2 separate regions of the Ovis aries genome follow, and region 1 is linked to region 2. A link is a contact called in public Hi-C data. All regions are on one chromosome and are shown on one strand. Each heading gives the region's core, a stretch centred on a gene start, on an enhancer-like site or on the middle of the called end of the contact. The rest is flanking DNA. Distances are from core to core; before and after follow the strand shown. Region 1 holds the start of RAC2 (Rac family small GTPase 2). Region 2 has its middle 11 kb from the start of IL2RB.

Region 1 (6,302 bases), core at 1,044-3,543, 110 kb before region 2:
TGAAGCCTGAACAACCATGAATAATTCCCTTTTTGGCTATGGCAAACATTAAAAATTGTCTCACTCAACACTATTCCCAATCCATCTTCCCCTTTCCTTCCTCTGGGACAGAGTCTGGAAAGCTAAATTATTATTCCCGAGCCAAGGGTGGCCATGTGACATTTTACGACCAATAAGGAAGTTCCTGGGGAAGGGTGCTCCTTCCTGAGTAAAAGGAAATTCTCATTAAGAGAATGAGTTTGGGGTCCTTTGCCCTTCCGCCTTCCTGCTGCTTGGAATGTGCCTGTCAGGCTAGGGCAGGGGGGTGAGTGTGTGGCCACCATCTGGCAGATACGCAGCAGCAAGCTGGAGATACATGACAAGCGCTAAGAATGATGGGACCAAGACACCGGCAGAGCCGAGACTCCCGACGGCATCACAGGACCGCTGCTTCAGGCCTGGGCGGCCTCTTCCCGACGTTTTGCTGAATAGGCAATAAGGCCCCCTACCTGATCAAACGGACTCATTTGAAAAGACCCTGATGCTGGGAAGGACTGAAGGCGGGAGGAGAAGGGGATGACAGAGGATAAGATGGTTGGATGGCATCACTGACTCAATGGACATGAGTTTGAGTAAACTCCGGGACTTGCTGATGGACAGGGAGGCCCGTGCTGTGGTCCATGGGGCCGCAAAGAGTCAGACACGACTGAGCGACTGAACTGACTGACTAACCGACCTGATCAAGGCCCTGCTGCTGGGTTTCTGTTACCTGCGACAGAGTGGAGTCTGTAGACACCAGGAGCTCGGGCAAAGGAAGCCAAGTAAATGTGAAGCAAGTATGCTTAAAAGGGCAGGGAGTGCAGCCAAGTGATGCAGACAGGCTGGGAGAACGGAGCCTGTGATGGAGTCCTGGGTGAGCCCACTTGCCTTCTCTTCCCCTCCCCTCACTGTGCTTTTCTGTCCTGCTCGTGGCCTCGGCTGCAGCTCCCTTGGTCAGTTCTGCGGTGTTCAAGGAGTGGTTCCTGGAGGCCCGCCCACTCACAGAGTACTTCCTGTGATTTTTCAAAGCACCCAATTCTCCACCTTAAATCCCTCTCTACTGAAGATAACTAGTGTGGTTTTAGTTTCTGCACGAAAATATGACTGATACAGGATCAAGAAGTGGCCCTTGGGTCTAGGAATCTGGAAGTCCCCAATGACCTTTGAGAGAGTGGTTTCAATGGAGGGGTGGCGAGGGGCGATCTGTTTTGGAGCTCCATTGGTGCCTTTGAAGAACATGGCCTAATACATAGATGCAGGCCAGTCTCCAGAAGTACAGTGCTGCGGGAGAGCCTGAGTGTGTAGATTTAGCTCCCAAGTGTGTCTTTGGCTCACTGGGGTCTCTTGTCTCCAGCCCTTCTAGGCCTAGTCCCTGGACACCTCATCTTTGTGTATTGACGTCTGGGGTCTGGTCTTGCTACAGGTGGGCCACAGAAAAACCAGATTGCAGTGGGTGAGGGGTTTCCTAAGAGGTAAGGCCAAGAGATGGCTTGGATAGGGGGGTAGAAGCTTGGGGGAACACAGGCAAAGCCCCAGGACTGTTCCTCCCTAGGTTGGGAGGCTCGGTGTGGGAAGGGGTGGATGTGGGAAAGCAGCTGGAGATGCTGCAGAAAGATCAGAGCAGCATCCCAGAGGCGAGCAGAGGGACAGACGATGAAGAGGGAGACCTGGCCGGGCGGCCTCAGCCTCCCGGGGATTTAGGAGTGTCCTTTGGCTCTCACATCACTGGCCACGTGCTCATGGCTCTCCAGCAAGTGAAGGGGGTGGGCGTGATCACACAGCTGACTCCAGGTCCGTGAGTCGGGGGAGAAGGAAGTTGGAGGAGGACCCATCTCTGGCTGGGTTAGAGTGAGTTGGGAGTTGAGGTCTACTGAAGGAGAAGGTGTGTGGTTCCTGAATAGGTGATGGTCAGAGGGCCCCGGGCGTGTGTGAAAGAGCGCCCTCAAGGGCTCAGTAAGGGGATGGCTGAGACCTCAGTGCCTTGCCAAAACTGAAGTTGAAGTTGCCCCAGTGGACTTTCTCCAACCACTGTGTGCAGCCCATGAATGGGCTGGGTAGGGGGTGGAGGGTAGGGAGGTAGGCAGGCAGCCAGTGTGTGGTTGGGAGAACAAAGTAGGGAGAAATTAAGGGTGCTTTGGGTAACTTGAGCAGGAAGAGCAATCTGAGAATAAGCTGCTGTCTGGGGTGTGGAAGGGAGGACAAGAAGTGGGGCCAGGGCAGGAGGCCGAAGCTGGGTGAGGGTGGGTCTGGGAAAGCCTGGAGAGGGGACAGATATCTCTCCCTCTCCCAAGATATTTCATACTCAGTGACAAGTATATGGTAAGAGGGATTTTCCACGCTTATATTTCTAGTCTGGCTCCTTCCCCTGCTCCAGGCACATCATCCAACTCCATACTTGACATTCTCATGTCCAATAGTCTTCTCAACCGAAATTTCCAGAATGGAAGCCTGAATTCCCCATCCTGCAAACCCTCTCCTCCCACCATCATCCCCTCCTGGTTAAATGGCACGTCTACCTGCCAAGTTGCTAAGAATGAAACTGGCACCGTCCTTGACTCCATCAGCCTGTAGACCGCACAGCATATATCTTGGGTCTAGCCACTTTACAGCTTCTCCACCACCACCTTGGTGGTCCTAGCCTCAATCCTGTCTCACGCGGACATTTCTGTGATGATAGAGTCTCCCAGCTTCTGCCCCTGTTCTACAATGCTCTATTCCTCACATGGCCACCAGAGGGGCCCATATTGATGTGGCTCCCGTGGCTTCCCTGTTCACAGATTGCCTGCACAGTCGTGCCTGGCGCCTGTCGGCCTGCTGGCCACTTGGCCTAGTGCACTTCATTCAAGCTCCACGGGCCTTTTTGCTGCGCCTGAGAACACTTCGAGCTCCTCCCCACCTTTGCCCTCGGCAGGTCCCTCCTGCAGTGCTCAGCCTTCGATCTTTGAGAACTCAGCCTGGTTTCTAGTCAGACTGAGTCTGCCTCTGCCCTTCTGTGTCATTCTTTTCTCCCCAGCCTCCTTTGTTATCTTCTCAGGGCACTTTCACCACCTGTATTTCATTCTACTTATTATATTCTTTATAGTCCGTGTCCCTGCCGGCTCTGAGCTCCCCTGGGCAGAGTCTCGGCCTTTTCCACGGCCATGTCCCCAGGGCCCGGTGCCCAGCAGGTTGTTGAATATGCACTGAGTAGCGCATGTCAGCCTGGAGTGGTACAGGTGACCTGCAGTCCGGGAGGGTCCTCCCCACCCCCCAGGCCAGGGCCTGATGAAGGTGTCTTCCCTCCCCTTCCCTGCTTAGGGTTAGGGCTCCAGCTCACCCACCTGAGAGCAGGCAGAGCTGGACAACTGACCATAGCAAGGGCACAAGGAAAAAGGTGAGAGTGATGCGGTTCAATGGCTGGGGGTCCGTGTGGGAGGAGGGAACGCTGAGAGCGGATGGAGCAGAAGCTGCCCCAAGACTCCTGGCCTCTGGGCTCGGAGCCAAGGGGTCTCTGTGCCTTGGTTTGTCCCGTGTGGTTCATGTGGGGCCTGAAGGCTGACAGGCAGGCCGACTGGAGGATGGGGGTGGTCCCTGCTCCTATCTGCTCATGGTAAAGGCAGGGGCTGTGCTAAGGAGTGGAGAGGTGAGTGGCGGCAGCTGAGGAGTGGAGAGGTGAGTGGCGGGAGCTGAGGAGTGGAGAGGTGAGTGGCGGGAGCTGAGGAGTGGAGAGGTGAGTGGCGGCAGCTGAGGAGTGGAGAGGTGAGTGGCGGGAGCTGAGGAGTGGAGAGGTGAGTGGCGGCAGCTGAGGAGTGGAGAGGTGAGTGGTGGGAGCTGAGGGCAGGGAACGCGCAGTGCAGAGTCTTGGGGAGACATAGCATCTGGCCTGGCGGGAGGAGGAGCAGCGATTTCGGGCAGGGAGAATGGTGGGTGCAAGACCACTCTGAGCGGGCAGTGGAGGGCCTCTGGGGTCTGGCCTGGTGGTGATAGAGGGTGAAGGTGTGTGGGGACCAGCATCGAGACCCTCCTGCCCTAACCAGATGGGAGTGGGCCTTCTCTGGGGGAAACAGGTTCCCACTGACATGCCAGAAACCTCCCCCTAGCACTGATACTGACACACCGGAACACCTCTGGAGAGAAACGGTGAGTTCTGAGCCAGGCTGTGAGATGGACTGTGAGAGAAGGAGGGGGAACTATTCAGGAGGGAGAACCCTCAAGGCCCTGGATGCTGGACGGAGAGGAGGGAAAGCCCAGGAATGCTGCCCAGTTCAAGGCTAACTAAACCTATGTATGAAGGTAGCATGAGATGAAGGTCGCTTCAGGCAATGGGGAGAAGATACACTCTTGGGGTAGATGGTGTTGGTCAAGGGACAGCCATCTAGGACTTTCCTGGTGGTTCAGTGGTTAAGAATCTGCTTTCCAATGCAGGGGACATGGGTTCAATCCCTGGTCGGGAAACTAAGATCCCACATGCTGGAACAACTAAGCCTGTGAGCCACAACTATTGAGCCTGCATGCTCTGGAGCTTGTGTTCTGCAAAGAGAAGACTGCATGCCACAGTGAAGACCCAGCACAGCCAAAAAAAGAAAAAGGAAAGAGGGGGGTAGCCATTTGGAAAGAATAAGGTAGGAGTGGTACCTTATATGGTACAGTGTGATAATATCAGATGTGTCAACTAGCCAAATGTAAAACCGAGATCATGACAGCAAGGAGAAACCAGAGAAGGCTCTAGAAACGCAATTTCAGGAGGGCAGAGGCCCTTCTAAGAATTACAAAGAAACTAGGAGCCAGATAAGAAAAGACAGACTGAATGACATGCTTCTGAAGAAGTCTGCTTGGTTCAAGCCACTATTAATAACATGGTGACAATCTGGGTAAATGTGGTTGTAACCCATGTGACAAAGAACTAATTTCCCTAAAATGAAAATCAGTGAAAAAGACCAAGCCAGAATAAGCAAATGGGCAAAGGGCATGAAAACACAATGCCCAGAAAAGGGAAATGCAGATGGCTTTCAACGCTGTGAAAAAATGCCCGCTCGTGTTAAAAGAAATGCAAATTAAGATGCCATCGCTTTCTCTTTTTTTGGCTTCTTGGAATATCAAACATAAGAAAGGCACCTAGAAGACTATTGATGAGAACGAGGAGAAAAGAGCTTTCATGCCCCGCTGCTGGGAGGATGGCTGACACAGCCCAGGAGGGGATTTGAGACAAACGGCAGCTCTAGCACCCAGCAGTCTTCAGACACTCACACCTGACCAAACGGTGTGTGCACGTTGTAATACGGGGCAGCACGGCTGGAGGGCAAACAGGCTGAGGAAAACCAAGCCATCCTTCAGTAGGAAGTGATCAGACCAACTCCAGCACGTGAAACAATGGAATTCTGTTCAGCGGCAAAAGCGAATGAGGAAGCTCTTTATCTGCAATTACGGAACAAACTCGAAGGTAAATAATAAATGGAAACCAGCTACGTGTGAGACACCAGGCCTCGTGTGCTCCCTTTGCGGGTGAGATAAAGGAAATAATGAACGCCTTTTTCTGTCGGGATACTTCCGGAAGGACACAAAGGACATTGGCGATGAAGGTGGTTTTCTAGGAGGAGACTGAGTGGCTGGGCTAGAAGACAGGCTTCTTCGTGACTTGTCGTGGTCAGTTCTTGTGTGCCTTTTGGGTTTTAGACCATGTGAATGTATTACTCATTCAGAGGTAATGTCAAAAGATTAAAATAACAAAAAAGTTTAAAAGCATAGCAGTGATGCTGTCTAGGCCCCAGTTTAGGATAGTTGTGTTGTAATGGGATGGGAGACAGGGGAAGCTGTGGGGCTGGAGGGACCAGTGGGCCATCTGCGGGGGCAGGGGAGCCCCTCCAGTGGGCAGGGGAGCGAGATCCAGGGGTCCTATTTTGGGGACAGTGATAGAACCCAGAGAGGGCTGAGATGACTCCAGGGGGTGTAAGAGAAAGGTCAAGACAGCACCCCAGGACCAGAAGTGTGAACGAGAGGAGGGTGACCTGGCCGGGGAGCCAGGGCTGGAGGGGCAGTTCTCAGTGACCATCAATCGGAGGTATGTAGGGTATGCGGGGAGGCCTCTGGGGTCTGAGGGCTGGGAAGCAAGAGTGGCCTGGCTGTGCTCGGTCCTGGGTGTGTCTGGGACACAAAACCTGATCCAGGGGCAGAAGAAGAGCACTTGATGAAGAAAGGGGTCTGTGCTCTGCATCCGGGGCTTTGTGGGGAATCTCCCACGCAAAATCCCCTCCCTGGGCCCTGGACTTGCCCCCTGGAGGCTGCTGGGCCTCTTCTGGGCTCCTCTA
Region 2 (6,840 bases), core at 3,690-6,189:
GAAACAGTGTCAGACTTCATTTCTTTGGGCTCCAAAATCACTGCAGATGGTGACTGCCCCCATGAAATTAAAAGACGCTTACTCCTTGGAAGAAAAGTTATGACCAACCTAGATAGCATATTCAAAAGCAGAGACATTACTTTGCCAACAAAGGACCATCTAGTCAAGGCTATGGTTTTTCCTGTGGTCATGTATGGATGTGAGAGTTGGACTGTGAAGGAAGCTGAGCGCCGAAGAATTGATGCTTTTGAAGTGTGGTGTTGGAGAAGACTCTTGAGAGTCCCTTGGACTGCAAGGAGATCCAACCAGTCCATTCTGAAGGAGATCAGCCCTGGGATTTCTTTGGAAGGAATGATGTTAAAGCTGAAACTCCAGTACTTTGGCCACCTCAGGCAAAGAGTTGACTCATTGGAAAAGACTTTGATGCTGGGAGGGATTGGGGGCAGGAGGAGAAGGGAACGACAGAGGATGAGATGGCTGGATGGCATCACTGACTCGATGGACGTGAGTCTGAGTGAACCCCGGGAGTTGGTGATCGACAGGGAGGCCTGGCCTGCTGCGATTCATGGGGTCGCAAAGAGTCGGACACGACTGAGCGACTGAACTGAACGGAATGATTACACAACAAAATAACTCATCTTGCTGAAGTGAAGTGAAGTCACTCAGTCGTGTCCGACTCTGTGCAACCCCATAGACTGCAGCCCGCCAGGCTCCTCTGTCCATGGGATTTTCCAGGCAATAGTACTGGAGTGGATTGCCATTTCCTCCTCCAAGGGATCTTCCCAACCCAGGGCTCAAACCCGGGTCTCCTGCATTGTAGACAGACGCTTTACCATCTGAGCCAGAAGGGTATGTTTTTCCTTAAGTTCTATACTAATTATTATATAACAACAATGTATCTTGCTCGAGGATATGTTTCTCCTTTTTAACAAGAACCTTCAGGCTAATCCTGTTATCCTAAAATGTATGTTATGGGGGTGGGTCTAGTAAGACTTTAAAAACCTTGAAACATTCTTTTAATCTATTGTTACTAACCAATTGATAAAGTATATAAGGCCCCATCCCAACTAGTGAGTGAGGTGCTCCCTGCCTCCTTTTGATGTCTATGTCAGAAGCTTTCTCCATCTCTTTTTCACTGTAATGAAACTTTTGCAAAGCTCTGAGTGACTGGAGCCATGTCTTTGGTCCTGAAGCGAAATCCTCTCCTCTCCTTCGGAGATCACGAATTCGAGACTGCTCACCGTAAGCTGTCACCTCCATCCATCAGTTCTTTCAACAATTATAATCTGAGCACCTTCCCTGAATCACAAAGGGCTTTAGTTGCCAGAGAAGCCGTGGGACTCCATGGAGTTGGCCTGTGATCTTGAGGAGCCACGGTCCAGCCAGGAGGACAGATCCCAAGCAAATCCTTCCCCAATGTCCAACCAATTAAAAATGAGAGTGAGTGCTCTGGGGAGACAGGTGGGTGCCAGGACTTAATAGGCACATATCGGCTTTAGATGGGGTGTGGCTGGTCTGGGAAGACTGCAGTAGGAGGTCAGAGGGAGCATGGTGAGGGTCCGGCAGGTTTGAACTTAGAGCCTTCCAGGGGGAGGGGCAGTAGGGCTGAGACTTGCAGGGTGAGCAGGTGCGGCTGTATCATAAGGGCAGCGGGAAGCCTTTGTTGGGCGGGGGTTCAAGCAAGGACAGGATATTATCTGACTTTCATTCTAAGAGGTCAGCAGCTGAGCCCAAAGGCTTGGCAGTGGTCCTTGGGGGACAGAATGATGGCCAGATGAGCAGAACAAGGGAGATGGACGGCTGAGGAGGTGGGTCACAGCAAGAGCTGCAGGACTGTGAATCCTTGGGTAGTTAGGGTTGGGAGATGGACGGCTGAGGAGGTGGGTCACAGCAAGAGCTGCAGGACTGTGAATCCTTGGGTAGTTAAGGTCAGAGGTGAGGGTGTTTGGGAAAGAGATGCAGGAGCAGAGGGCTGGGGCCTGGGGCTGTCTCAAGAACCCATTTCTGATCTGTTTCAACTAGAGGAAGATGAGGGATCCGTTGAGATAAACTTCCTTCTCTGTATCTGGGGGTTAAGTGGGACGAAGGGTTCTGGGAGGCTGGAGAGCAGGGTTTAAACCTCCGCCCTGCTGTGTGACCTAAGGCTGACATCTGCCCCTATCCGGGCCCAGGCTCACCATCTCTAAAGGGAGAGGATAGATCTGAGAGTCTCCAAGATCCCCTGCAGGTCATTCTCTTGGCTTTCTCTTTCCTTGGGTTCCCCTCATGCCGCCTGCCTGGAATTGACGGGCCCTGCTTGCTTCCCTGTCTTGTCCTGTGGGCACCTGCCCTCTTCAGGGCAGAAATAGCCAGTGTCCACATTGGGCCACTCTCCTTGCCTTCATCTCACCTCCCTCCAAGGTGGAGGCTGGGGAGCAGCACGCATCGCCCCCTGGTGGCAACTTCTGGGCCTATAACTCCGTGTTCGTTTTTGTTTTGTTTTGTTTTGTTTTGTTTTAATATTTGTTTATTGCATGTAAGAATTAAAGATTTTAAAATTTAAAAATAAAAAACTAAAAAAAATAATAAAATAAAATAAGATTACTAACTCAAAAAAAAATATTTATTTATTATTTCACTTCTGTAGGGTCTTAGTTACAGCATGCAGGATCTTTTCTGCCTCACGTGGGATCTTTCCTTGCGGCCCATGCCGTATGCAGGCTTCTGTCATGTGGGATGGCGTGTGGCCATCTCCTGCATGGCCGGGCAGATTCTTAACCACTGAGCCATCAGGGAAGTCCCTAAACTCAAATGTTCTAAAGCAATTACTTACTGAGTGCCCTTTGTGTGCAAAGTACTGAGGCAAGTGCAGGGGAGGTGGGCAGCGAGGGGAAGGAGGGAAGGAATCTTGTGCAGGTGCTCAGAACTCGACGCTAGGGTCACCGATCTGAGCTCAGATCCCAGTTACGAGGGAGCCCTGGGTGTTCTCATGTCTAGCGGTAGTCATGGTGGAGGGAGGTCCTGCGGCTGCAGTGGGTGTTAAACGGCATTGTAGGGGGACCTCACGTCAGCGTCACTCCAGCCCAGGACAAGCAGGCTGTGTTTATTACCTGCACATGCTCAGCGCCTTCAGCAAGGAGCACCATCCAGAGGGCTCCCTACTGTGTGTGCGGCCATGCCAGCCTCAGGGTTCTTCCAAGCAGGGTGGAGTCAAGATGCTAAGGCCCACGGAGCCAGGACTTCAAGGCTCTAGGGGTGGGGGCCTGTCTAGTACAGCAGATGTCTTGGGTGTTTAGGCATCTGTTACTTCCTAGGTTGCAGCAGGACCGGCTGGATCTGCACGGCTCAGGTGTGCTTGAAGGACATCTACCTGTACACAGGTGTGCCGGCTAGAATGAACATATCTGTGGGCACACCAGAGATGGCCTGGGCTTCCTGCTATAGGAAGCAGTGGTCTCCTCATCATAGCGGGGCATTCAAGGGAGTCTGGGCACTCTGGGTGAGAGGCTGTGGAGGGGAGCTGGGCATCAGTTGAGGGTTGGAGCGGGGGATGCTTTAAGCTAAGCTCCATGCACCCACTTCAGCCACACAGGCCACTTGACACCTGTATCTACACCCTCCTCTGCCCCTTCACTCGAGCTGGTCTCTGACCCTTGTCCTGTGTTAGGTATTTCAGCCTTCAAGGTCTGGCTCAAAACTTCCTCCTCCCTGCGGTCTGCCTTAAAGAGGCAGCCACACAGGGAGTGTCTGAACACCTCCAGATAAGTCTTATTCACCCATGTGACCATTCCTGTCTTCTGTCTCTTCTATTAGGCCCTGGACTCTCGGAGGCAGACTTGAATCCTGAGCATCTTTTGTAAGGGTCGTAACTCCCAGTAGGACACATGCTTGACGAATGGTCCATGCAGTTGGTGGGTGTTCTTGCCTTCTATGCCTGAGAAAACCATGATTCAGACTCTCCCTAGACAGGCGGAGGGCAGAAAAATAGCAGGAAGGCTGGAGTGGGTTCTGGAAGGTAAGCCAGCACAGATAGAACAGGCGCCGTATGGCCAGCAGTGACAGGAATCCCCACGGTCCCCTCGTTCCGAAGGCAGTGGCCTCCCAGCAGTGAGGAGTATGTCCTCTGGAGCCAGATGGTCTGGGTTCAAGTCCCAGCCCTGGCACTAACCCCGCTGTGCGGCCGTGGGCAAGCTATTTAACCTGTGCCTTAGTTTCCTCATCTGTAAAAGAGGATCGTAAGAATACCTACCTGAAAGTGTTAGTCGCTCAGTCATGTCTGACTTTTTGTGACCCCATGGACTGTAGCTCACCAGACTCCTCTGTCCGTGGAATTTTCCAGCCAAGAATACTGGAGTGGGTAGCCATTCCCTTCTCCGGAGGATTTTTCCAGCCCAGGAATTGAACCCGGTTCTCCTGCATTGCAGGCACTTTCTTTACTGTCTGAGGTACCAAGTGCTGTTATCAGGATTAAATGAATTAATATGATGCTTCTCAAACTTTCATGTGTGCAGAAATCACCTGGGAACCTGGTTAAGATGCAGATTCAGATTCAGTCTGGGGTGGGACCTGAGATACCACGTTTCTGACAAGCACCTGGGGATGCTGGTGCTGTTGGATCTGACCACACTTGGCCTATTCGGGAATTAACACCCATAAACTAGGAACAGGGCCTGGAGCATGGCAGGGACTGGGGCAGTATCGTCAGCACTGGTGCCTGGTACCTCAGAGAAGGCTCTGAGGACTTTCTGGCCTCTTTCAGTGTACCTTCGCGGTGCTCTGCCCTCTGGAGCCTTGGTGATGCTGGTGCCTCTTCTGTCTGAGGTGGGCTGTTCTGAACCTTCTTGGTGGTCTGTGCTGAAGGCGCTGAGGAGGAACAGGTGTTAGTGGGCAGGTTTCAGGACAGAGCTGAGAAGAGAGACACAGGAAGAGGGCCTGGTGGCAGAAGCAGCTCACCAGGCCCACCCACTTGAGTGTCCGGGCTCACCCCAGTGTGCGCTTCACAGTCTAAACCACACACCTCACAGCTTCCCCTGCCCCCTCCGCTCCTGCCGCCCCCTGCTTCCTGCGGGAAGGGCACAGGTGACTTCAGCCAGGGGCCAGCAGCGCTCTGCCTGGAACCGCAGGCCCGAAGCCCTCGGCCACATCCTCTCGATGGACGTGCCCCTTGGTCCCCTCCTTGCTCTGCCCAGGCCCCCCTACCCCGCCCGGACTCTGGTGCACTGGCCAGGCCTGGTTGGTCCTTGAGTCCTGGCTTGGACAGTGGTGGTGAGGCTGGGGTTCCTGGGTGCTTCTGAAGAGGTGGAGGTTGGGGGATGGGTCAGCCAAGAGGTTGTAGACAGAGAGCTCTGTGTTGGGGGCCTGGATGGCTGAGCATCTGACTCAGCTCTGCCTTCGAGACCTGCCCCTCCCTTGGCTCCTTCATCCCAAGGCCTTTGTTTTCTACCTAATAGGGTTGTTTCCAGGGGGTGCCATCTGGTGACCCATGAAAAGTGGGTATACAAATCATCTTCCTCAGTCTGGAGCAGGCGAGGGCCTCCTGGCAAGTACAGCCGGTTGCTGACCAAGTCCCAGTTTAGGTTATTTCCCAACTCCAGGCCCTGAGGAACGAGCTAGTTACAGCGTTCCTCCGGCCTTGCCCTGAGATGGGGTAATGCAGCCTGGGGCCCTTCATCCTTTGCTGCTTTCAAGTTAGCTCATGAGCTCCCCGGGGCCCATGAGATCAAGGTCACTGGTTTAAGCCCCATGTAGGGGAGGAGGTAAGCGTCCCTCCTTCCCACTCAGGCAGCTGCCCTGACCCTGCCTGGTTCTCTCTTAAATAGGGAGGCTTCAGGGTGGGTGTGCGATGCACCCTCATGCCAGAAGCCCCCTCTGAGGACTGAAAAGAGCCTCTCCCACCACCCTGTGGCTCCTCCTTCACCCTCCTGCACCCCACCCCTGCAGGAAAGCAAGGTGCCCGGTTTGGATTCCCCCAGTCAGAGGATGCCTTTCCTGGAAGATTCTGTCTGACCTGATCCTGTCCTTGTAGGGCTGGGAGGCTGGGCCCAGAGAGGAGTGGTCTGACCGTTTTGGTTCTTGCTTACTCAGCATCATCTGGCCCCCTGTTTCTGGTAACATCACTCATTTCTCTTTGGAGATTAACCTGCATTAGATGACATCTTGGTCAAGCTGTCAATCAAAGTACCCCATCCAACCTCTCCAGCCAAGGGGTGGCCATTTGACCTCATCATAGCCAATGGTACTCTTTGAAGAGGAGTGGAATGGGGCCAGGAAACAGCTGGCGTTTGGTGCCTTGAAGGCATCTTCGCAGCCAGGTCCCTGCAGCTGGTCTGGAATCTGCTCCGCTGAGGTCTTGGTCTTGGGAACCACTCCAGATCCTTTCATTTTTTATTGCCCGAGTTAGCCATAGCCTGTTCCCATGGTCTGCAGCCCCAGAATGGTGATTACCGCAGGGGAAGACGTGTGACTCGGGGGTTGGGGCCGCTGCTGGAACTCAGACCCAGGTCCCTAGATTCCCAGCCTGTGTCCCCTCGAAGGCGCCCTGGCCTGGGAGGAGGGACAGGACTGAAATGAAGCAGAATTATAGCGAAGATACATGTGTTCTCAGCTCCAGCCTGGTGTTGGGTGGGGATGTTGGTGGTTTGACTGCTGGGCAGAGTGTGAGGAGGCCCGTGAATGTGGGAGGGGGTCAGCCAGTGCTCGAGGCTCCCTGCCACCCTCACACATGCCCTGGCCCTGCCCAGAACCCCTGGCACGTGGTAGAAACTCCCTCCGGGTAGGGATGAGGGGGTGCAGGCCTTCCCTAGAGAAGGAGGAATTGGTAAACAGAGCATGCGCTGATCTGGTTCGCGCTGATCTGGTTCA

What was found. A called contact is a pair of places that touch in the nucleus more often than the background predicts.
Region 1: a Hi-C map of tail adipose tissue shows a contact between it and region 2, with 3 times the contacts expected there. The contact joins the promoter of RAC2 here to the enhancer-like site in region 2. A contact is called at or near these places in 8 of 16 Hi-C or Micro-C datasets (blood, liver, mixed tissues and 3 more).

The regions. Positions count from the first base shown.
Region 1 is chr3:181,305,027-181,311,328 of ARS-UI_Ramb_v3.0, reverse strand. It overlaps RAC2 (Rac family small GTPase 2), which reads left to right and starts at 2,293. Exons shown (of 7, transcript XM_060414176.1): 1 at 2,293-6,302.
Region 2 is chr3:181,200,925-181,207,764 of ARS-UI_Ramb_v3.0, reverse strand. No RefSeq gene overlaps it. Among named protein-coding and RNA genes, the nearest start is that of IL2RB, 11 kb to the right of the region's middle. Within about 2 kb of position 4,939, at least 9 of the 54 cell types and tissues checked have an H3K27ac peak or open chromatin away from gene starts, as enhancers often do.